Regions from separate parts of the Mus musculus genome. Here region 2 is linked to region 1. Evidence: chromatin contacts called from public HiChIP or PLAC-seq data. All regions are on one chromosome and are shown on one strand. Each heading gives the region's core, a stretch centred on a gene start, on an enhancer-like site or on the middle of the called end of the contact. The rest is flanking DNA. Distances are from core to core; before and after follow the strand shown. Region 1 holds the start of Wasl (WASP like actin nucleation promoting factor). Region 2 has its middle 25 kb from the start of Hyal6.

Region 1 (3,687 bases), core at 389-2,888:
CTTTCCAGAAACTGTCTCCTCTTAACTTCTTCAGCAGGTGTAGTCTGATTCTGACATCTCCAACATTGCCAAGGGAGGATATGAAATGGTTCAGCTCGGCTGAAACTTCTCTGGGTGTTTCCTGGGTTCCAGAGGCACAGGCTCTGTGAGAGCTAGCAAACACGGCAGAAAGGGAGCCGGCTAGCATTCCAACAATCCCCCTTTCAACTCAGTCACCTCAGGAAGATCAAGATAAGGCCTTCACCCAGAGAACCTCCCCACCCCAGAAAGGCCTGCAGCCAACGTAATGAATGCTTCCGTCAATAACACCCATTCCCCTTCCCACAGAACTGCTTGCTCCCAATCCGCCATCTGGGGTTGGAATGGGCCTCCTCACAGCACCAAACTCAGAACCACTTTTGATCCCAAAGGCCGTGAGCTATTAGAAACTGTCGCTTCCCTACGCATGGCTTGGGAGCGAACAGCACCCTACACCCCACCCCACAACGCCAGGGAGGAAAAGAAAAACCCACAGTGGGGCGGAGAGCAGAAACTAGGCCTAGTTTCTGCTGGAGAAATAAACCCCGTTTTTGTTTTTTTGTTTTTGTTTTTTGCAATTGGGAGCAGGCGCATTTCCTGCCCTTGCTCTGATCCTAAGTGTCCATGAACCTGCACTGCACTTTATTCTCTCCCGGAATCCTTAAGGCGGACCGAAAATCCAATTCGCTTCTTTCCCCATCTATTCATTCCTAAAACCTCTAGCATTGTTAAAGAAGATAACCCAGATCCAGAAGTGGGAAGTGAAGCAAGGGCCAATGCTGGGATCCTGTCCTGAGATCTTAAGCTGCTGATGCACGAACAAAATCCCCTTGTGGTCTAGAGTAAAGTTTGAACCTGCAGCAAGGGCACGGACCCGGCCCGGCCCGGCGGACCTGGGCTACTGGGCAGGCCTATGGAGGTGACACTCCCTTGTTCTCCAGCAGCTGGGGGAGGTGGCTCCGGGCCGGGCAGGCCTGCACCCGGAGAGCTGGGTGAGGGGAGCCCCAGGGCCCGGGAGGCTGGAGGCCTGGCCCGCAGCAGCACCCCAGCCGTGCCGAGCCTGCCCCCCTTCTCCCTCCTACCCTTGAGTCCCGTTCCCCCCCAGCCCGAACCCGCCAGTAGACGTTGGGGGGTGGCGACAGGGGGGTCTCGGCTACTGACCACACATTTCTTGCCGAGGAAGGAGAAGAGAGACTCGTTCTCTTGCGGGGTGAGCAGCAGGGAGCCCACGTTGGTGACCCTCCGCGGGGGCTGCTGGCCCGAGCTCATGGTGTCGCCGGTGGGGTGGAGCGTCCAGGGTCGTCACTTCTGGCGGCGGGCGAGCACTCGGGTCCCACTCTGGGTGACAGGGGCGCGAGCCGGCGGTCACAGCCGCAGCATCCCGTCGTCGCTCCTCCGGCGCGCGGAGGCCGAGGGAAGGAGATGACGGCGGGCGCCCTCGGGCCGCGCGCCGACAGGGAAGCTCCGGGCTCCCGCCCTGCTCAGCTCCGGCTGGATGGTCGTTGTCCTAGCACTCCGGCGGCTGCGCTAAACTCCCTACTCCTCCAGTCCTCTGGCGGCGGCGGCGGCAGCGGCGGCGGCGGCAGCCGCACAATCCAACATGGCAGCGGGGGCGGGCGAGACCACGGGACGCGGGACGCGGGGGAGAGCGCCGGAAACTCGGCAAGGCGGGACACCCCCTCGGTTGCTGCGTGCCGGGGCGTGTCCTACCCAGGCCCCGCCCCTTCCGGAAGCGGCAAGGCTCATCCCGGTTGAGGTCTTGTTGCAGGCTAGTCGCCCCCACCAATGACCACCGCGCGCGTGCGCAGACTCAGAGCGAGGCAGGGCTGGCGGGTCTCCTACACTGACTGCCGAGCCGGACGCCCCCTTGCAGCAGCGCCCACCTTTGCGGAGCGTCGGGTCCGCGTAGCCAGTGTTTGTTAGGCATCGAAGCGAGACTCTCAGGCCGCCTGTCAGGGAGATCTAGTTTAGCTGGAGAGAAAGGTCGGCCGGCGTAGTTTCGGTCAGAGCCGCAGGTGCCTCGGGTTTCTGGATCTTAGTCCCGGCCGCCAACGGGGCGTGGAGGGACATTGCTAAGATCAGGATAGACATCTTCAGAGATGTCAAAAACAGAATCGCAAAAGGCGTCCACCACCCGCCTGGCGGATCTCGTGGGATAGGTGTGTGTAGTTTTTTCCTTGCCTTGTGAATTGGAAACTACCCCTCTCAATCTTTCTCTATCTCAAGTTGGAAGCACCTTGTCTCTTTAATTCAGGATGAATGCACGCGTTTGGGAATGTCGTGTAGGAATACACCTTACCTCTTTTTTCCTTACGAGTTAATTTCATGGCTCTGTATTCTAGGTGCAGGGACCTAGGGCCTGGTGCATACTCAGCCAGCTGAGCAATATTCCCAGCAGAAGTAAATAATGAGAATTCATTACTGTGTTTCATAATATTAAAGGTTAGTATAAAATCATTGGTTGAAAACTAAAAAGCTTTAATTTAAAAAAATTGGAATATAGAGATGATAAACCAGATTACAGCGAATTCTATAAAATGTACATCCTACTATTAACATTAATCATACAACGTATCACATAAGTTGTACTAACGATGTTTGCTAATTACCTAGTTCTAATTAAACAGTTGCATATTCAACTTTTATGACAAACTCTGGTAAATTTCTGATAGCTCTCAATACATTGATAAACTATTACCGACGAACTGAAAACAAAGCTGTAAAGCTGCCTATAATGCACATAATGAAATTGGGTGATGAAGAGCAAGCCTACAACAGAGGATGTGCGAATATACTCTTAGGAGTTCTCACATAGTATATGGATATCTCAAATTATGTTAATGTTAACGGAAAAGATAATCTTTAAAAGTGGCAAAACTTTTTAAAATAGTAGGTTTGTGAAAGGCACCATTTGAAGTACAAGAAATGTTTGAACCGTGGGGCTAAGAAACCTGGAAGATGAGTCAGTTTATGATTTGTTAAAAATGCACCTCTTATCAACTGAAAGCATGGTGACAGCCAAGATCATCACAAGTTCTTGAGAAATGTTTCAGCCCTGACATTTTCAAACTCGAACACTTCCTTATCCAAAAACATAGGCTGCGGTTGGTTCAAGGTTGAAGTTCCAGTTAGACGGTTGTTTAAATACATCCGGGAATTGCTTCTCTGTCTCAGGTTCCTCATCTGTAAAATAAAATCACTGTTTCATGGAGGTAGTATAGTGGAACTTGGGACAGTTAGACCTACTTTAAAAATGTAGAGAGAAAACCATGTGCTAGTGTACCTGATACACAGTGAGTACCCACGGCCTGTCTCCCTTTTCACCATCTTTGCTAGTGGTCTGCTATGTATATCTTTGTCTTAGAGGATCAAGTATTGAAGCATGTATTTTTACATCTATTTTATATAAGCCTGATTTTTCAAAAACCTTTAATTCACAGCCTTACACAATTCTCAAATCTATGTCCATGAGTTTAGAACATATTCTTTTTCTTAGTGATCAGGCTACAGATTTTGCCAGATTGTTTTAGTCCATTTTGCTAAAGTAACCAAACTGCTAATATTATAATTGTAGACAGGCCTGTTAATTAGTAAAATCCAAGAAGCTAGATAGGACCTAGACCAGAGAATGACTGCTTAATGTGCACAAGGTCCTGGATTCTATTCTCT
Region 2 (3,687 bases), core at 372-2,871, 43 kb after region 1:
ACAGGCATGCAGGCTTAGATAAGCAAGGATAACATGCCTGGAAGGAAGATGTGGCTCTCGGTAGGCTAATCAGAGGATACTGAAGGGCTATGACTTACCAGTACCTGTGCCTGAAGGGAAATGACTTCACAAACAAGACAACTGGAGCGTTTTATGGAACACAGCCACAGGCTGAAGGTATATAAGGAGGCTGAAGTTCCTGGCTAACCAGGTGGACACTCCAAGCATCTAAAATCCAGCCACATGGTGAGGAGCCTGTGTCAGTCCCTGAGTCTGAATTACTGTGACTACTAAGTATTTGGGATTAAACAAGCTTAAGGGGAAGAAAGCTTGCCTCACAGTTCATATGGTTTCGGGCCATAGTCACTGAGATCCACTGATTTGGGAAATGAGGTAAAAGAGAACCATAGTGGGGACACTTGATGGAGCAGAGCTGGGTTAGCTAATGGTGGATAAGGCGTGGGGGGGGGGTGGCTTGGGACAATTTATATTCCTTAAAGGAATGTCTCAGTGATCTACTTCTTCCTCTGAGCTCTACCTCCTCATTGTAGCCCATTCAGCTATGAATCCACCAATGAAATTCATGGATGATTCATTGATGTATCTAGCACTCTCACCATCTCATCACTTTGATTCTAATCTAGCTTTAAATACATGGCCTTTGGCAAGAATACTATTGCATACCATAACAGAAGCCTTTGAGGCTAAGAAGGAGAAGAGGAGGCAGAGACCCCGTCTCCTGAGTCTGCACATCATGGCCTTTGTGGTTAGGTAAAGTCAATCGTGAGAAACAGAATAAAACCAACGAACAAAAATAACATTGCATCTGCTAAAATTCAATGCCAAGGCACAGAGATGGGATTATTCTACTAGCTCCAGGATCATTGTGAAATATTTTTTTCTCAGGGGAATGCTAGGTGACAAAAGCCTTGTAGAAAATTAAAATGTCAGCTAACTGAGGTGTTTGTGTCTTCACGAAGAGAACTGTATAGAGCAGCAACCTAAGATAAGTGTGGATAAGCCGTGAGCTGCTGGGGGCAGGTTAAGGAGACAGAGAAACAAAAGGAGACTAAAATCTGACCTCTGGTTTTAACTACTCTGACTATAAGATAGCAGGCAGTCAGTCCATCGTGATATAACACAAAGGGCAGCAAAACCTTTAACAGCTTGAAGAGAAACTTCCTTAGGTGTGCTAACCCTGCACCCGAGAAATAGTGACTCACCACCATGAGCAACAGCCCTTGGACACACCCTTTCAATAAAAGGAGTAGGAGTCTCATAAACTATTTTAGCAAGAACTTCCTCAAGTACAAACTTGGCCACTCTGTGGAGTGTGTGTGTGTGTGTGTGTGTGTGTGTATACGCTCGTGCATTTACATTATAGCAACATGATATTTCTCTAAATAAAAATTCAGTTCTGGCCTTTGAATATCATTTACTTTTCATCAGTAGAATAAGAAATTTTACTGTAGTTTTAGTTCTTTGAAGTTTATCTTTAGAAAATGCTTTCATTTCAGGCTATTTATGACAATAAGTTGTCAGACGCCCTAGTCCAAACTACAAGGTAGCCAGGGCCCCAGTGCAGACATTTTAGCTAGCAGTGACATCACAATTAGGCTTATATACCTTGCTGTGAGGCTCATATAGAACCTTACATTTTTCACTAGCAGGGACACCACTCACTTGGCTCAACTAGAACATGTGCCACAGGCCTCAGTGTGACCTCACTACAGGGCTGGTCAGGGGAAAACAGAAGTTTCGAGGTTTCACAGCTGCTGACAGAGTCCCTGGAAAGGATTATTTTGGAATATTTCTATTTTGCTAAAGAAGGGAAAGAGACCAGTCGGAAATAGGAAACCAACAAGAAAACAAGACTGTCAGCATTCAAAACTGATTACTGTGGAGTTACTTTGTGTCAAGGAAAAAAACAAACAAACCACAGAGTTCCAGAAACTTCTTTAGTGAGGATTCTTTTAAAGAGCTTTTGTTGAGTGTATTTTGCTACAAATGAATATACTTACCTTAACTCTGTAATGAGCCTTGATTTGTTCTTGCCAGTTTTCACTGTGGCTGCCAACTCCATGGGACATAAGGACCATGTTTCCAGGAAACTCTCGCAGTGGCAAGGCAGGGTTATGTGGCCATCATTCTTTAGTGCTGTAAATACTTTAGAATGGAGTCAGCAGCTCCCGAGCTGTGACATCCTCCAATCTGGCGACTAGCAGGCTGTTAATTATGCCCGACTCCCTGAGTTCAGGAAAGGAAGCGTTCTTCTCCTTAGTCCAAACCAGTGGGTGCTTTACTCTCAGTCTATCATTCGCTTAAACAGTTGTGGCGTGAGCATCTATTACATATTAAATGTGTTGGTTTTTTTTTTAGAGTGCACAAAACAAAACAACCTCTCACTGGGATTAGACAGCCACAGTGCCTATTTTATGGGATTGTAGGCAATATGTAAATTGTAATTCAGAAGATTGGCATTCAATTTTCTACTTATTTAGCATTTGATGGCTAACCTACCTTGAGCTGGATAAACTCCTTAGTCTTAGCTTCCCCATCTTTAAAATGGGAACGATGATACTTATATCATAATGATCTGAAGATTGCAAGAGAATGTGGGGCAAAGTATCTCACTGAGGCAACAAGGAGTCCAACTTCTCTTTCCCAAACATACCTCTGCCTCCCCTTGGTCTTTGTAGGTTCTTGACCTCTGAGCTGAATGAAAGTGTGGGGCCATGAAGTACAGAATGCTGACCTACCAAAGTGCTGTGCAGTAGATTAAACTGAAAACGTTGCCAGTATGTGCAGCCTCCGACTGTTATCCTCCAGAAAGCAAAAACTTTCAGTCCCTTGTTTCCAAAAGAGTCAAGTGCTTGCACAGAAATAAAAAGACAAAACAAAGCCATCCTTGCAAGAATCACCTACCTTTTCTAAGCTTTCTTGTATACAAGCAGTTACATAATAGTCCTAATCCCAGGATCTGAAATTCTGTCCTGCAATACTCCTTAACAGGGACAGGTCTCATTTAAACCTTTTTTGAATGAATTTTAACTTATTATTTGACGTTTCCACACATGTGTACAATGTAGCTTGATAATATCCATCCATATTCCTTTTCTCCATCTTAACTTCTCCTGCCTATGCCAATATTTCTTTCTTCCAACTTAATATCCCACACCCCCTTTTAAAAAATAATTCATTGAGTCCAATTCCTGCTGCCCATAGGCATATGGGTGTGGAACCATACACTGGGGTAGGGAAAGTCTACCAGAATTTAAAATTTTAATTTTGGAATATGCTTCTCAATGGTCATACTCCAAACTTGACTATTCCTTGACCAAGAAGAGTCAGGCAGTAAGCGTCTTGGTTTCAAAGCCAATCATCGATTACTGACACTTTGTTTTATATCTGATAGTGCCTATAACCCATGATGGTCTAGATGTCTCTGAGCAGCCAAGGATTTCTTTGTACACTTGATCTTTTGCCTCGGTTCCTGAAGAATATATTACACACATACACCAATATGCCTACTAAATGGGAAATGGGATATGGTCATATATTCTACCGACTTAGCTATAGCCTCAGCTCCTAGAATTTTTATTATGATTTTTATATCCTCTAAATGCTCAACAACTGCTTTGGTTCAATTAGATGCCAGCTTATGTTTACCAACAATGCCCAGGGTTT

What was found. HiChIP or PLAC-seq counts read pairs in DNA pulled down with a chosen protein or histone mark.
Region 2: a contact with region 1 is called in an H3K4me3 HiChIP or PLAC-seq map of intestinal crypt epithelium, with 10 read pairs. The contact joins the enhancer-like site here to the promoter of Wasl in region 1. A contact is called at or near these places in 2 of 39 promoter capture datasets (the 3T3-L1 cell line and trophoblast stem cells), 10 of 484 Hi-C or Micro-C datasets (the HL-1 cell line, cortical neurons, embryonic stem cells and 5 more) and 8 of 115 datasets of contacts at active chromatin or transcription factors (the 230-238 cell line, embryonic stem cells, intestinal crypt epithelium and 3 more).

What each region holds. Positions count from the first base shown.
Region 1 is chr6:24,663,357-24,667,043 of GRCm38.p6, forward strand. Wasl (WASP like actin nucleation promoting factor) reads right to left here and starts at 1,639. Exons shown (of 11, transcript NM_028459.2): 1 at 1,180-1,639. The coding sequence starts at 1,287.
Region 2 is chr6:24,706,085-24,709,771 of GRCm38.p6, forward strand. No RefSeq gene overlaps it. Among named protein-coding and RNA genes, the nearest start is that of Hyal6, 25 kb to the right of the region's middle. Within about 2 kb of position 1,622, at least 36 of the 459 cell types and tissues checked have an H3K27ac peak or open chromatin away from gene starts, as enhancers often do. A contact at or near this core is called in the HL-1 cell line, intestinal crypt epithelium, intestinal villus epithelium and 4 more, where this site is marked.